Regions from separate parts of the Mus musculus genome. Here regions 2, 3, 4 and 5 are each linked to region 1. Evidence: chromatin contacts called from public HiChIP or PLAC-seq and promoter capture Hi-C data. All regions are on one chromosome and are shown on one strand. The core of a region is the stretch at or near the end of the contact, and the rest is flanking DNA. Distances in the headings are between cores, read along the strand shown. Region 1 holds the start of Abcd3 (ATP-binding cassette, sub-family D (ALD), member 3). Region 2 overlaps Abca4 (ATP-binding cassette, sub-family A (ABC1), member 4). Region 3 overlaps Gm40135 (a long non-coding RNA gene). Region 4 overlaps Alg14 (asparagine-linked glycosylation 14). Region 5 overlaps Abca4 (ATP-binding cassette, sub-family A (ABC1), member 4).

Evidence for each region. Promoter capture Hi-C pulls out the DNA fragments that hold promoters and counts their contacts. HiChIP or PLAC-seq counts read pairs in DNA pulled down with a chosen protein or histone mark.
Region 2: a contact with region 1 is called in a promoter capture Hi-C map of liver. The contact joins the enhancer-like site here to the promoter of Abcd3 in region 1. A contact is called at or near these places in 13 of 39 promoter capture datasets (the 3T3-L1 cell line, 3T3-L1-derived adipocytes, the SN4741 cell line and 8 more), 1 of 15 datasets of contacts at CTCF or cohesin (the NIH/3T3 cell line), 1 of 484 Hi-C or Micro-C datasets (adipose-derived mesenchymal stem cells), 11 of 115 datasets of contacts at active chromatin or transcription factors (the NIH/3T3 cell line, bone marrow-derived macrophages, embryonic stem cells and 4 more) and 1 of 9 other capture datasets (adipose tissue).
Region 3: an H3K27ac HiChIP or PLAC-seq map of embryonic stem cells shows a contact between it and region 1, with 7 read pairs. The contact joins the enhancer-like site here to the promoter of Abcd3 in region 1. A contact is called at or near these places in 22 of 39 promoter capture datasets (the 3T3-L1 cell line, 3T3-L1-derived adipocytes, the C10 cell line and 14 more), 1 of 15 datasets of contacts at CTCF or cohesin (the NIH/3T3 cell line), 5 of 484 Hi-C or Micro-C datasets (CD4 T cells, bone marrow-derived macrophages, embryonic stem cells and 2 more), 25 of 115 datasets of contacts at active chromatin or transcription factors (DN3 thymocytes, acute myeloid leukemia, bone marrow-derived dendritic cells and 14 more) and 2 of 9 other capture datasets (adipose tissue and macrophages).
Region 4: a promoter capture Hi-C map of hippocampal neurons shows a contact between it and region 1, with 2.0 times the contacts expected there. The contact joins the enhancer-like site here to the promoter of Abcd3 in region 1. A contact is called at or near these places in 6 of 39 promoter capture datasets (the C10 cell line, the HPC-7 cell line, hematopoietic stem and progenitor cells and 2 more) and 6 of 115 datasets of contacts at active chromatin or transcription factors (differentiating embryonic stem cells, embryonic limb bud, embryonic stem cells and 2 more).
Region 5: a promoter capture Hi-C map of liver shows a contact between it and region 1, with 2.4 times the contacts expected there. The contact joins the enhancer-like site here to the promoter of Abcd3 in region 1. A contact is called at or near these places in 3 of 39 promoter capture datasets (liver and pre-B cells), 9 of 115 datasets of contacts at active chromatin or transcription factors (the NIH/3T3 cell line, bone marrow-derived macrophages, embryonic stem cells and 2 more) and 3 of 9 other capture datasets (adipose tissue, embryonic stem cells and macrophages).

The regions. Positions count from the first base shown.
Region 1 is chr3:121,813,820-121,816,845 of GRCm38.p6, forward strand. It overlaps Abcd3 (ATP-binding cassette, sub-family D (ALD), member 3), which reads right to left and starts at 1,483. Exons shown (of 23, transcript NM_008991.3): 1 at 1,190-1,483. The coding sequence starts at 1,299.
Region 2 is chr3:122,120,972-122,123,872 of GRCm38.p6, forward strand. It overlaps Abca4 (ATP-binding cassette, sub-family A (ABC1), member 4), which reads left to right. Exons shown (of 50, transcript NM_007378.1): 19 at 660-834; 20 at 2,588-2,719. The region is part of intron 2 of Gm40138 (a long non-coding RNA gene); the gene reads right to left. Among named protein-coding and RNA genes, the nearest start is that of Gm40138, 4.0 kb to the right of the region's middle. Within about 2 kb of position 1,425, at least 175 of the 459 cell types and tissues checked have an H3K27ac peak or open chromatin away from gene starts, as enhancers often do. A contact at or near this core is called in the NIH/3T3 cell line, the SN4741 cell line, adipose tissue and 6 more, where this site is marked.
Region 3 is chr3:121,557,423-121,560,490 of GRCm38.p6, forward strand. It overlaps Gm40135 (a long non-coding RNA gene), which reads left to right. Exons shown (of 4, transcript XR_867598.2): 2 at 990-1,031; 3 at 1,457-1,713. Among named protein-coding and RNA genes, the nearest start is that of Gm40135, 14 kb to the left of the region's middle. Within about 2 kb of position 1,594, at least 44 of the 459 cell types and tissues checked have an H3K27ac peak or open chromatin away from gene starts, as enhancers often do. A contact at or near this core is called in the SN4741 cell line, differentiating embryonic stem cells, embryonic stem cells and 3 more, where this site is marked.
Region 4 is chr3:121,328,788-121,331,647 of GRCm38.p6, forward strand. All of the region lies in intron 3 of Alg14 (asparagine-linked glycosylation 14), which reads left to right. Among named protein-coding and RNA genes, the nearest start is that of Gm33310, 18 kb to the right of the region's middle. Within about 2 kb of position 1,589, at least 112 of the 459 cell types and tissues checked have an H3K27ac peak or open chromatin away from gene starts, as enhancers often do. A contact at or near this core is called in the HPC-7 cell line, hematopoietic stem and progenitor cells, hippocampal neurons and 2 more, where this site is marked.
Region 5 is chr3:122,102,508-122,105,644 of GRCm38.p6, forward strand. Abca4 (ATP-binding cassette, sub-family A (ABC1), member 4) reads left to right here. Exons shown (of 50, transcript NM_007378.1): 12 at 168-373; 13 at 927-1,103; 14 at 2,801-3,023. It overlaps Gm40138 (a long non-coding RNA gene), which reads right to left. Exons shown (of 3, transcript XR_001783974.2): 3 at 2,649-3,046. Among named protein-coding and RNA genes, the nearest start is that of Gm40138, 22 kb to the right of the region's middle. Within about 2 kb of position 1,639, at least 52 of the 459 cell types and tissues checked have an H3K27ac peak or open chromatin away from gene starts, as enhancers often do. A contact at or near this core is called in adipose tissue, liver and pancreatic cancer cells, where this site is marked.

The sequences.
Region 1 (3,026 bases), core at 233-2,732:
AGACTAATTCAAGTAATTAAATGTAAAGCATTTACTATGTTCTATCGGCACATTCCAAGTAACTGATAACTTCTAATCCCAAATGAGAGTTCAGAAAGGGCACGATCTAATAGAAAAATATTTCAAATTAATCGTCCCCCTCCAAGAACCCTTAAAAAGGACGAATAGTATGTGAAGGAGAGGCATATCATTATTTTGTAAAGCTGATTTAGGAAGAGAAGGGCCAATGCTGCAGCCAATGAGCAAGTCAAAGTAGATAAGACAGAAAATACTTCATGAAAGGATACATGGAGCTCTCTGCTAGTATTTTAGGCCAAATTCTAATAATAAGATAGTCCGAGCAAACCAAAAGCAGGAGACAATAAATAGTACCTACCCAGAGGGTTGATGAAATAAAATGCATGAAAGCATTATTCTAAGATTGGACACTAAATATCCAAACACTAGTAAGAATGCTTAGTTAGGAAGTAACCTTTTCTTTGTCGCTCGCTGAAATCAAATGGGCGACAAGAAGTTAAAATTGTGCCTGTAATCCCACCCCCAGAACTCAATTCTCCCTTCTTTCCTAATCTCCCAAAAGTTCAAAGTAAACTTTAACATTCTCTCCAGGCAGGTAGCTGTATGGTGTAATTAACAAGTGATCTTCACCTAAAACACACTTTCACCTTTCACCTATAAAGTCGACGGAGGAAACTTTGTCCTCCACACACCGCTGAGCCAATTCAACCTTTCCAAATGAGGGCATTCACTGACCAATTCCGGAAAAAGAGGGCACCGCTTTAGAAGAAAATCGTGCCCACTGGACCCAGAAAACCCCAGGAACGCCCCTGGCTACTATCCACCGCCACTACTCCGGAGTCGAGCTGGCGAGTAAAATGCCCATCCCGAACGAACGCAAACCTTAGCGTTCAGTGGCGATGAGATGGCAAAACCAGAATGCACCCATAAAGTTGACATGCACGGGGAGATGGTGAGGGGGCGCGGGGGCGCAGGGACGCGGCGTGTCCTCCTCCCTCCCGTGGTGTTGAGATTGCGCGGCGGCCGCCAGGCTGAGGGCCGCAGGGCTCCGGGACCGCTGGCCCGGTTCCGCGGGCACCCGCGCAGCTCGGGACCTGGGAGAGAAGGGCAAGGCGCGCGCCCGGAGCTCCCCGCTCGGGCCCGGGGAAGGCGGCGCGGCCGCGAGCCTCACCCGTGCAGGCCGAGGGCGCGACGCCGCTTATGGAGTAGGCAGAGCAGCAGGAACGCGGCCCCCGCCAGCGAGGTGTTCCGTGCCGTCAAGTACTTGCTGAAGGCCGCCATGGCACCGGCAGGGCGAGCGAGCCGCGGGATAGGGGACGCGCCGGCGACAACCTCAGTGCAGGAACCGCGGGGGAAACTGGGAGGATAGCTCGGCGCCGAGAGAGGGCGGGGCCGGCCGCGCGGGAACGCCCCCTGGCGCGCGCCGCCGCGCCGAGCCCACCGTGGACTTTGGCTTCCCGGGCGCGCGCGCGGGCGCGGGGCGATCGAAAGGGTCGTTCCCCGGGGGGACGCTCTGCGCACGCGCGGACCCCCGCGGACTCGGCCGGAAACGCGGCGGGCAGACAACGCTAGTCCTCCGCGCCGGTCTCCAGCAGCCCACGCTTCGGCCTTGCGATCTCTGCTTGCACACACCCTAGCTTTCTTTCACAAGAACTGGAAGAGCGGGCCGGGCCTGCGCCACGGACTCCGTGGGCCCTGCCCCTCCGCCACCCCCTGGATGGGTCGGTACCACCCTCTTAAAGAAGCCGGGGGAGGAGGGGAACGGCCCCATCACTAAAAAGGTCAATATTTGCAACTTAAGGAGTGAAGGGAGACCTGGAAAAGAAAGACTACAATCAGATAATCTTATTTCAAGTCGCCGTGGATTAGGTCTCTAGTTCTGTAAAATCGGTTTGGGAGGACGGGTCCACCACTCTGTTAATTTTTTTATAAAAATAATGTAGTGGGAAAAAGCTCAGAGTGCGTGACAAAAAGGAGTTTTAAGAAACAATTACTCTTTTTTGGTAGATATGTACAAGGATGGCGATAAAAAAATGTATTTCTTTATGTTAGGTCTGGTCAAAGAAAGTTTGAGAAACTCTGTTCTTTGCAAAGGGACATTCAGAAATAACAATCGTGCGTTGTATTAATGCTGGCCTTACTCCCAGAAGCAGACGAACTTTACAGATTACAGCATTCTTCTCCTGTCCCACCCCTATCATGCAGAAAGTGTTATCCCTAGCGTTTAGTCTAGCGCATGCACAATAACTTAATGAATGGCTGTTTTCAGTTTAAGAAACTGTCGAGAAGCAAGTGTCAGAAAGGAAGCTTCTAAAACCTCACAAAATATATAAATGTTGCCTACGCATAAAAGGAACCAATGAAACAGTGATGCCTAGGTGTTTTCTCTGTGTGAATGGTTAAATGGTTATGAGAATGGCAAAGACCACACACCGTGGTGTGTGCTGTGTGCAGGTGCTCAACAATCGTCAAAAGTCTAAGTTACGCAGAAGTAGAGCCTGTACCAAATCCTCCATATGCCGTTTGTGTGTTTTCCCATTACCCTGGGAATCACTTAGGTAATTAGGTATGCCTGGCACAGAGAATACAAGTATGAACAATCAATCCCTTATTCTCCAGAGGCTGGTGCAGAAGAAAAACATGAAGAAAAATATGGATGAGTTTAAGTGTCAGCTTAGAGAAGTGAACTAAGTGCTATGAGAATACCAATAAGAGAATTTAGAATTTTCCTAGAACTTTTCCTTAACACTTGACAAATAGGATGACGTCAAAGCTACACCCTAAGGCCAAAGGAGTCTGCTAGCAGGTGGGAGGACTTGGGTAGGCATTGTTTCACTAGTGAGTTGCAGCGCAGTATAAAAGCATTGGAAACTTGGGGGAGAAGAGTTTGTAATAATGAAAGGAGAGTTCCTAAAACTGATTGAAAACATCATCTGTAGGATAATAGATTTCGGGCTGGAGAGATGGCTCAGCAGTTAAAAGCACTGACTGCTCTTCCAGAGGTCCTG
Region 2 (2,901 bases), core at 175-2,674, 310 kb after region 1:
ACCATTAGTTAATTAGACTTAATACTCTGACAGTAATCTTGACTCTATAAGTGAACTTCGGAAAAGATGCTGTGGTGGGGGGTGGGGGGTCACGGGGAGGGGGAGAGTAGGTTGGTTGATACTGGAAAGGGCACGGAGCATGGGGAGGAAGGAGTTACGATGAGGAAGAGTAGGTTGTCCTGGCTTGAGGAGTCAGGGCTGGTGCCAGAAACCTATGAAGATCCGATAGACTGAGCCTTGAAGCAAAGACGGAACTCGGGGTTAACTCAATAATAGACAGGAGCTATTTCAGATGGGTATGGACCCTGGGCCCATACTTGCCACTTGTACACCATGTAGCCTTGATAGAACACTTGATGTCTCTCAGTCTTGGGCTTTCTAACCTATTGAAAAGAGCCTAGTTATATCTACCTATAGGACTATATGTGTGAAGTGAGGGATTTGTTGGGAAACATTGGAAACAGTGCCTAACTCACAGTAAGTGTGAAATCTATGGCCAGTGCAACTATGACTACTCCTGTTTTGATCTTCTTCACAAAGCTGCAGCCACATGGGCAGGTGAAGTTACAGCCAGAGCACAGGTCTGAAGGAAGCAGTGTGTTCATGAAGCACGGCGTCATTAACATGTGGTGTTTCTACAATGTGTTTTTCCCTCCAAGACTCCTTTTTTGAACGCGAGCTTCCAGGGCTGGTGCCTGGTGTGTGTGTGAAGAACCTGGTGAAGGTTTTTGAGCCCAGTGGCCGGCCAGCTGTGGACCGTCTGAACATCACTTTCTATGAGAACCAAATCACGGCGTTCCTGGGTCACAACGGAGCGGGAAAGACCACCACCTTGTGAGTTCTCTGCCAGAGAGGCTGTCTCCCATCCTATCATTCCCCGGCTTCATTCTCTCTCCCCAATAACTCCACTCTGTTCTTCCTTACTGAATTTCGGTGGAAACATATACACTCACACACACCTCCCACGGTGAGGATAAAAAGCCGTGGCTGCCCATGTCCCCGGGCTATTTTTATGTAGCACTCCGTTTCCTACCAATTAATAATTAGGATGCTTTAGTGCTGGTGTGGGACCTCTGATGGGATGGCTACCTTTCTGAGAAAGTGTAGGGAGAACAGTGAAGTAGACTCGCTGCCTGGCAGAAGGCCAAGGGCAGGAAGCTTTGAGGCTCTGGGTGGACTCCTCCATCCATCCTTTAGTTCTGGAAGGGGTGCGAGCGCCACCTGCTGAGAACAGGCAGTCAGGGCTCCGGTGCAGACCTCCGATGGGCCGATGGGCCGGTGGAGGAGGGGTAGGGGTCAACAAGCCATGTGACAGCAGCCATCAAATCCTTGGCTTGCAGAGCCCCGGGAAGGAACAGCAGTGTACACCCTGCTCCGGAATGTGCTCCCGGGCCTTTCAATGGGAATGGAATGCGGGGCTGGTGCCATTGGGCTTGGTACTGTTTCCCTCTAGTGGTTGATCAACATTTCAGCTTCGAAGTACAGGTTCAGATAGCATGCGATTTTATCAGAACTTGGGACAGAACTGGGCGTGGCATCCTAAGGCTATCTCCTTGCTAACTCACGTGGTGGGAGGACAGGAAACTCCATTCGAGACCCCAGGACCTCTAGAAGACAAACACATTACTTCACTCAGTGCAGAAACTAAACTTCCACTGGGGTCGGAACACAAGCGCTGTCCTAATGCTGGGAATAGCATAACATTTTAAGTTTCACTTTGTGCTGGGGCCTGTTTTTGTTTTGTTTTGTTTTTCAAGCATGTTCGATTCACTTAACTTAGACAACTACCCAAGCAGGTGGGAGACATGTTTTGTATAATTGAAGAAAGAAAAGAGAAATCACAACATTGTTCACATTTTTACATTTGGAATTCCCAAACGAATTTGTTTGTGTTAGCCAGTCAGCAGACAGGCTGCCCAGCTTCTCACTGGCATCAACTGAGCTTTGGAGAGTCACCAACCCTGCTTCTCCACTGTCAAGGGCTGCACGCCCAGGCAAAGCAGTGGGGCTGGGTCCTAAATCCCTTTAACTGACCACAACTGTGACTACGACAGTGGCCACAATGGCTGGCCACATCAATAGCCACGGAGCAACCACTATGACAGACCTTCACGGTGGACACTACCGCTGACCACAGAGTAAAACAACAGTGAACACTGTAGCTGACCACATCCGTGAATATCACTCTGACAGACAGTCATAATGGGCACCACAACTGACCACCACAGTGGCCATCCAGTGGGCACTACAACTGACCGCTGCAATGATGGCTGGGTGATGATGGGGTGGGGTGTCTGAGTCTGGGAATCCCCGAGGCTCTTGATACTGGCCCAGGAACACTTGGAAATAAAAAGTAGAGAAAGAAGGCCCTTGTGGTCTAGGCACTAGGACTTGAAGCAAGGCACTGGTGCTAAGTAAACCCTGTGTGGAAATGTTCTGGGCCCCTCAGCTACATCAGGTTTGAGTTTGATAGAGAGATAGGGCAGGTGTCACTACAAGCATCCTTCTGACCCTGTATGGGGTTACCCTCATCCCCTGGTGAGTTCTAACAACCATCTCTTCTGCCACTTAACCCTGTGTTCGGCAGGTCCATCCTGACAGGACTGTTGCCACCGACGTCAGGAACTGTGCTCATTGGGGGAAAAGACATTGAAACCAACCTGGATGTAGTACGGCAGAGCCTGGGCATGTGTCCACAACACAACATCCTGTTTCATCAGTAAGTGAGCTGGAGTTGAGATACTCCTGGGCAGGGGTGGGGCTCATTGGAAGAGCACTTGCCTGGCCCATCCATCACCCTGGGTTCTGCCCCCAGCACCACAGGAAAACAAAATATCTGTCAGAAACCCCTGTTGTATACTGGCTGGTTTCATGTCAACTTGACACAAGCTAGAGCCACTG
Region 3 (3,068 bases), core at 344-2,843, 260 kb before region 1:
AAGTTCACATCAACAAACAAAATAGCTAAGAATTGAGTAAGACAAGTAAAACAAACTCACTTTTCTTTTCTTTCCCCCTTTTTCTTTATCTTTTTATTATTATTATTTTTTTGAGTCTCATTGTGTAACCCAAGTTGATCTTCAAAATTCAGCCCTCAGGTATATGCCTGTATCTGCTGTAGCTCTTTCTAAGACACTCCAAACAGAGGTGAAGAGACAGCTCAGTAGTTAAGAGAACTTGCTGGTCTTCCAGAGGAAGACCAGTGGTTCAATTCCCAGCACCCACATGACAACGTACAACCATGTATGTGGTACACAGACATACACATAGTCAAAATATCCAGATTAAATAAAATAAAACAATTAAACATCTTTAAAATTAAAAAATCTTAAACAAAGAAAGCCCAAATGTTTTTATTGTAGTATTTGGTTAGGAAATCTGAGCTCAACCCAAACATTTCATTCGTTAGTCTTATTATAGGTCAAATTTTCTGTCTAATCCTTCATTCAAATATATGTAAGGAGAGAAAGTGAGGCCACAGTGAATAAGGCTGTAGGCCTGAATAATACCCTAAAGAAAATAAGGTTATCGTATATTTTAACACATGTTTTAAAAAGTTTATTGCAAATTAATTGGCATCTATCAAATAAAATTTTAAATGTGGAAATTGTAAAATCATCAGTGTAATTATGTAAATAACTACTGCTGTATTTTAATGTTTTCCTTCTAGAGTTCTTATGTATATACATTTAAATTTTTGTTATTTGCATGTATGTATGTGTGTGCTCACCTGTGCACAGATGTGCACATTACTGCACGAATGAGGACATTATAGGACAACGAGTGGAGGTAGGTGTGTCCTTCTATCATGGGGATTCCAGGGGCTGAACTCATGTCACCAGGCTTGGCAGCAAGCACCCCTACCCACTAAGCCATCTCACCAGCCCCATGTAAATTTTATGTAATTATAATTTTTTTTTTTTTGTAGGAGCTGTTTTGAACTTTCAGTCATTCACCCTTACAGAGACTGGTAGGAATATCTTACCTTGTTGGGATAGAAACTTAGTTCCTTAGAGCTTTGATACCTGTGTCTCGGCTTTCCTTTGTACGTGCTAAATGTAACTCCTGAATTGAAAATAAGTTTTAACATATAGGTTGTGGTTAAAACAACACCAAAGACTAATTTTAAAATTCTAATTTGCTCAGCATAATGTCTAGATTATAAAATTAGACTACAGCTTGCCAGCTGTGTACCCAAGTTGGCACCAGGCACCTTCCTGTTGGGGCCATTGGCTGTAATACCACAGCTAAGTTAACAGTAACTACTTACTTGGCTACTGTTTCTTTGATGACCCATCGCCCTGTTAGTCTCTGTTTAGGTCACAGTTTGTGGTCTGGTACAGCCTTGGTTCTTGTGAATACAACTTAAGTATCGATGTCTTACTACTTTGCTAGTGTAGCTGTTAGGCTCAGAGCCTGGGTCTCCAGCCCTAACAACCCGAGGTCGCCGCCCATCCTCAGCACACCAGTTAACAGACAGCCTGATGTGAAAAGCTGAAAGAGAAGACTTATTCATCGTGGCCACAAAGCATGTGATTGCAGATCTTTGCATTAAGTGGAGAAGCCTCCGGAACAGGAAGAGGGAGGCTCCGAACGCCCATCACTATCTCTGTGCCTTTGTGTCACAAACAAAGGACCCAGTGATTCATAAGGTACTTGGGAAAACCAAGATGGCCTTAGAGTGAATGAAAGCAGGATTCGCTCTGCAGGCAGGTGCTCAAGCAAGCCTAAGGCCCAAGAATCCCAGTTTCCACTCCAAAGGGAAGGGAGGAATTCTCTGAAGGGCTAGCCTTTTCTTTTTAAGTGATTGATTTTGTTTGCTGGAGGGGGTTTGTACAATCCTTTCTGCAGTCCAAATGACAGCCTTACTTGTTTGCTGGGTCCCAGAGTTGACTTCCTTGTGACTCACAGTCACAGGCCTCTTGTCACGTCTCCCTGCCTCACCTGCACTTCTGACGATGGGCAAAGAAGGACTTCCGGAAGGCCCAGGCCTTATTTCTGTGGGGCAACCTCCAACCCTCCATCCAGAGGAATGGGAGGGAAAAGCCAAGTCTGAGCATGCGCGGTTTCCCAGCCTCTTCAGGCAGAGACATTCCTCTGTGGTCTACTTTTCCTTGAGAGCCCTAATCACAGCCTCTTCTCAACCACTTAGGGGACTCATTTCAGCTCCTCCCACACCCACGTCCCCTACTGCTGGAACCAAATCTGTTTTGTTCACCTCTTTGTGAAGCTCACAAGGTGCCTGGGGCCCTGAGGGCACTTTCCCAGTGAGGAGCTGGCCTTATTGCAGCAGGCGTATTGCAACAATGCCGCACACTAAGTGACACGTGTGTCCCACTGATCAAATGGGAAAAAATTACAAACGTTTTATCAGTGATGGTTACTGTCTCTGAGTGGAGAAATACTCTAGTGGGAAATGCTCTCTTTCCCAAGGGCGTGGCTGGCGCATTCTCCCGGCTGCTCCCTCAGCCTGAGGCAGTCCGTGACCTTCCCTCACCTGGGAGTTAATGGGAAGGAGGATTCTACCTTTCCAACTCCTAGCAAAGTTCTCTTTCGGTCACTTTTCATCTGCCCTGAAAACTTCTGTCAACCCTTCCTTTGCCACATTGAGTCAGGCTCATGGGACACACTCGAGGAGGCTGATTGGATGCGTCCGCTGCCACGCTTGAGTAAGAAGGACCCAGAGTGTGTCTACAGCAGAGGGAGGTCAGGTCCCCAGAGTCCCGTTCCCAAGTGAATCTGAAGGACAAGAACAAACTAAGCAGCAAAAGTAGGTGTGTGCCTGGGAGAACCAAGACGACCAGGACACTGACACCAGAGAACCCACATTAGAGTGTTTGCTTAGGGTGGGGCCTTGCTTCCAGGTTACCGGCTATTCTTAATCACCAGCAGGAGTACGTGATGACATTTGTTCCAGGTGAAACTACTTTCTCTGCCCGTTGTGAGCTTTCTCACCTTGGAGTATCTGTAAGAGCAGTTACTCAGGATGTCTCTGAGAAGCCCGGCT
Region 4 (2,860 bases), core at 339-2,838, 480 kb before region 1:
TGCCCTCTTCTTGTGTGTCTGAAGACAGCTACAGTGTACAGTGTACAATATACATAAAATAAATCTTTAAAAAAGATTGGCAGTGGGTCCATAGAGTGAAGATACTCAAGGGCCCTGGTAACTGGTGGAGGCTTTCTTTCATGGGGTTCAAAAGAAGTAGGAGTTTGGCTGCTAAGGGTCATAATGAAAGGAGTTCTCTGGCTTGATTGGTAGATTAGGTCTTACAATAATTTCTCTACAGAGGCAGGTGGATTTCTGAGTTTGAGGCTAGCCTGGTCTACAGAGTGAGTTCCAGGACAGTGAAGGCTACACAGAGAAACCCTGTCTCAAAATAATAATAATAATAATAATTTTTTTATTGCACACATCTGTTCCCATAATGCATCTGCTTTTAAGCATAGGTACACACCACTATGCAGAGGCATGAGATGACAAATAGGGGGATTCTCCTTAAAAGCCACCTGAGATTGCAGCTTTGCCTTACTGGTCATGCACCTAAAACCTGTTTGCACTGGATTAGACTCTCCTTTGGTTTTTGTTTTTTTGTTTTTTTGGGTTTTTTTGTTTTTGTTTTTGTTTTTCGAGACAGGGTTTCTCTTGTGTAGCCCTGGCTGTCCTGGAACTCACTCTGTAGACCAGGCTGGCCTTGAACTCAGAAATCCACCTGCCTCTGCCTCCCAAGTGCTGGGATTAAAGGCGTGCGCCACCACACCCGGCTAGACTCTCCATTTTTTTGTACTGGGTGAAGTGGAAATGTATTTGAATGGACAGATTACTGTTGGCAGAGGAAGTTATCACATTGTCCAAAACGGAGCTTATGGGTAGCCCGATGCCTGAGGTGGTGTCATAGGTTTCAAGTCGCCTTGTTTAGACAGGCATATATGTGCATAGTGTGTGCAGGCAAACACATTATTAGAAGGAGGGACTTCTCAGCCAGAACCAAGTAAAGTCCAAATCACAGAGCTGTTTATTTTTCTTCCACTTTCAGGTTTCATTTCGACTGTAGTCATTCTGCTCCCTTAAGAACATGCACTAGCTTTCCCCATGAAAGGAAGAGGCTCCCTCAGGCCCACGTGCCTGCCGGGCTAGCAGTGCGGCAGCTCAGAGCGCGAAGCTTGTCTGCCTTACCCGCTTGCCTGTCTGTAAGTGGAGCTAAGCATAAGCCTTTCCAAGCCAATCCAAACAGAAAGGATTCTATCACACTGTCCTCTGCTCCGTGTGCAGGATAAACGAGATCATTTTGAAAACCACTTGTTTAGTTTTCTTCAGTTGCGTTTCCTCTCCTGCCCAGTCATCTGTAATACATGAAGATAATAATATTCCTCTCTCCCTGCTTGCTGTCTGTCACATATGCAACCTTCCCACGGACATACATGTTTCTAACAAGTTCTGTAGTGAGCAGAGTCCACTGGATGTGTGGATCCTCTCAAGTATCCTTAGGACTAACAGATTCATAGTTGAGTTACCAACAACACTGACACTCTGGCTGGGTGAGTCTGTAGCCACTCTGCCCACACATCGAGCATTTAATTTAAGCTTACAGTTTCTGTTTCACATTGTGAGAGGGCTCAGAACAGAATCGGTGTCAAAGTAAGGCTATGGCTGACTGGCGGCTGCTTTGAACTGTTGTTACTTCCCTATTCAAGGAAGGACTCTGACGTTTGAAATAAGTTTTCTTTCTAAGTTGATCCTTTTTCCACTTGGCAAGCATTGCCTTTTTCCTCTGCAGAATCCAGCACGTTGTCTGCCGTTTCCATCCCTCAGCTGGCTTCGCTTGCATCTCTCTCTGAGCTGTTGCTCTTCCTGCCTGTTAGGCACATGTTAGACATGGGCCTGATGGTGCCTCCTCCTTTCAAAGGGGAAAGCTAGTGTATTTTCTTAAGGTGGCAGTACAACTGCAGTAGAAAAAGCCAGCTAAAGTTAGAAGAAAAGGGAAAGTGTGGAGCTGAGAAGCTCAGTGGTTAGAACTGGCTGCTCTTCTAGAGGAACAGACCTGGGGGTCCCAGTGCCCATTACCAGGCAGCTCATAATCACTTGTAACTACTCTTCCAGGGATCCGATGTCTTCTTCTAGCCTCCACAAGCACCTGCTTGCACATGGTGTGCACAAATGTGTGCACACGCGGGCGAGAACGCACTGCTTTCCAAGAAGGAACAGACGTGTGGTCAGAGATCATGAGCCTGGGAGAGAGCTGTCCTTGTGGACAGGAAGGTGGGAAGTGCTAGTGGCTACTTGAGAGCAGAGTGTGGAAGAGAGGGAGGAAGTGTTTGAAAATGACCTCAAATGCACAAGTAAGTCTTCCAGGCAGTCTGGCTCTTCCCACCTAAAAAGGTCCCTGAGCGCCATCAGCTGTATTCAGACATAGTTTCAATTCAGGAAGGTGGTTCTTTTTCTGGACTTTTAACCATCCTCCTCTGCTCTTGGTTAAGAAGAAGGGAGGGAGCGGGCTTGCACAGCTGATGGCAGATGTAGTGGAGCTTCTAGAGGGGCTGATGCAGACTGTCACCAGAGCCCGTATGGGAGCAGAGGGGAACTTGTACCGATCTGAGGACAGACAGACTGTGGCTCTTTAAGGAAGGGTAAAAGCAGCACTCAGCTTGGCTACCTGAGAACCTATTAAGGTGTTCAGAGCATGTTGGAGTTCAGCTAGTACCCGAGGTGAGAGGTTGGATAGAAGGGGGACAGGAAGGAGAAATTGCTAGCACCTACTGCAGCTGTGTAGTGACTGCTTACAGTTGTGGGGGGGGGCGGGGGCGGGTAGAAAGGATAGAATAGTAGAGTGTGTAACTGTGTAACTGTTCCTTGGCAAACTGTGGCTCCCTCTGAATTAGTCCCTGGAGTTTCTCTAAGGATTCCTCCC
Region 5 (3,137 bases), core at 389-2,888, 290 kb after region 1:
AACCTAGGCACACAAAGAAATTAATGGCAGACCCTGTAATTAAATACATAGTTGGTGTATAGTTTTTTTTGTGGGGGACCCATCCCTTGAGCAGTAGAGTTTCTTCTGCCTTTTTGTTTACATTTGGGCCTCAGACTCTCCCCACCTTTGTGATCCTCCATCCACAGTGTCTGGTCCTGGATAAGTTTGAAAGTTATGATGATGAAGTGCAGCTCACCCAACGAGCCCTGTCTCTCCTGGAGGAGAACAGGTTCTGGGCCGGAGTGGTGTTCCCTGGCATGTATCCCTGGGCCAGCTCCTTACCTCCTCATGTGAAGTACAAGATTCGGATGGACATAGATGTGGTGGAGAAGACCAATAAGATCAAAGACAGGTGATGGCTCAGTCTTGAAAGGTTTCTCCAAAACTCATGGTGAATTATATTTGGTAGCGAGTAGAGGATTAAGGGCAAATGCAGCCTATGGATCAACGAAGGGAAGCTAAATGGGAGAAAGTATGATTTGTGCAGATGGAGGTAGACCGAAGCAATCACCTCGTGAGTCATGGCCATCGGAGTTAGCACTGTGACCCCAAAGTAGAGCTGGCTAGTTTGGGAAACATGTAGGACATCATTTCTCAACCTGTGGGTCACAGTCCTTTCACAGGGCTGGCCCCAGACCATCAGAAAGCACAGATATTTATATTTTTCTAACAGTAACAAGATTACAGTTAAGAAGTAGCAACAAAAATAATTTTATGCTTGGGGGATGGGTCACCCCAGCACAAGGCGCTGCATTATTAAACGATCGCCACGTTAGGAAGGTTGAGGACCACAGCTTGAGGAGAATTCGTCAAGGGACCGAGTTGTGGGGTAACCTGGGCTTGTGAAGTGAGTGAGTTACCCACTCGCACTTACATCCTTCCCCCTTCATCCTGTGCCTTCTTAGGTACTGGGATTCTGGTCCCAGGGCGGATCCTGTCGAAGATTTCCGGTACATCTGGGGAGGTTTTGCCTATCTACAGGACATGGTGGAGCAAGGAATCGTGAAGAGTCAGATGCAGGCAGAGCCTCCAATTGGAGTCTATCTCCAACAGATGCCTTATCCCTGCTTTGTGGATGACTCGTGAGTCCCAGACCTCTATCTTCCTCCCTGAGCTGAAAAAGCAGTAAATGGGGGTGCTCTCAAGGCTTCAGCATCTCCCGAAGGAACCCCAGTGATGAGGGAAGACTGGGGAGCATAGGGTTCTGACCGAAGAAGATGCTGGCTCTGCACTCCAGACGGAAGCAGAGGGGGAAATAAATGATAGGGTGTCGGGGGTACAAAAGGGAAATTGGAGGTTCAAACAATAGGAGTGAGGTTGAAGTGGGGGGATGCCCGCTGTTTAAATTTCCACTTCGTAGTATGTTTGGTATGTGGAAGGTTCTGGTCAGGGCGTTTTCCCAGTGATTGCCAGATCAGCAGATTCAGACTGCGTGGCAAGAAGGCCTGGTACCTAGGAGCCTCAGAATAATGCAGCTCCTTCCCCAATTAACATTCCTATGATGTGTGTTTGGTGAAAAGGTAGAGGAATGTGTTGTTGGATGAGCTCTGGCCTCCCTCTCTGACCACCCCCATCCTAACGCCTGTCCGCCCTTTGACCAGTAGCATGCTAAGCAAACAGCCTGCTGTTTTGTTGAAAATAGATTTTGGAGTGGTGGAGAAAGGGACAGAGGGGGAGAGGTGCTCAGAAGGCTTATTATCATGGTAGATGGGGTCAGAAACACTCCCTGACCTATAGTTGGCTAAGGAATTTAACTCCTGGGGTGTTGAGATCACGGGAAAGTCACTGTAGCACGAGTGTGTGTGACTGTGGGATCCGGGAAGCAGAGATGGCAAAACGTGGTGAAAAGAGTCCCGTGGCCAGCTGGAGAGATTGTAAAATAAAGCCCAGTGTACACACGGGAAAGCAGTGCTCGACACTGTGGCCCCATCAGGTCTCCAGCTCTGCAGAAGACTGCAGAGATAACGGTCGCTGTTCAGAAGTTAGTTTTACTTTGGATAAGAGGCAGAGATGGGAAGGAGAGCCCAGGTCCACTTGCAGGGTCAGAAGGGGAGGGGCTGGCAGGAAAACGGGTGAGTGTGGAGAACCTGTGGGAATCGGAGTCATTCAGTATGGGAGAGCCCTCTGGCGGCCAGCCTCGGAAGTGCATGATTTTTGGTTGGTTGGTTCCCTCCCTAGGGCCATTTTGAGTGAAACTATCCTCCCACGCTAGGCACTGGGCCCTTCCTTTGACAACACCCAACAGTTTCAATAGATAATAATCCCAAGGGCTTTACCAGTGCATTATTCACAGGGGAAACCTGTAACGCTTACCCTAATGTGATTCCATCGTGTCAAATCCGTCCTGCTTGCCGAGAGCCTATCCCAGGATCTACTCCACTTACGAATGGATGGCTCTCGGAATCAATGACTATTGGATCATTGCCTTGTTCAGATCACAACCCACACCATCAGGTCTACAGTCTTTCCCACAAGCCTTCATGGGGAAGATCTAAATATACTATATGGCATATATACTATAAAGAGATGGTATGTTTTATTCCTACACATATAGAGCATCCTCCATCTGGGCTGTCCAGAACGGCTCCATTTTGCCTTAAAGAAAGAAATGACAAATGAGAAAGGTATTTAAGAGGGCTCAACCCAGTGAGGGTCCAACGATTTATTTTTCTGCTCTCCTTCCCTTCGGGCTTCATTCTCAACTCTCCATTCAATAAGTATTTTACGTTGATTCTACCAGGGACAGCTGGCTCTGTTCTGCTTTTTCCTCTCGCTTCAGCTTCATGATCATCCTGAATCGCTGTTTCCCTATCTTCATGGTGCTGGCGTGGATCTACTCTGTCTCCATGACCGTTAAGGGCATTGTTTTGGAGAAGGAGCTGAGGCTGAAGGAGACCTTGAAAAACCAAGGCGTCTCTAATGCTGTCATCTGGTGTACCTGGTTCCTGGATAGCTTCTCCATCATGGCGCTGAGTATCTTCCTCCTGACGCTGTTCATCATGGTAAGCCGGGTGGAGAAGACAGTCTTTAAAAAAAAAATGGCTTCATTGTTTCTGCTCTCCTCCTGTTGGTGAGCAAGTGCTTGGACTAGTTAGCTGAGCATTAAAGACAGCAAG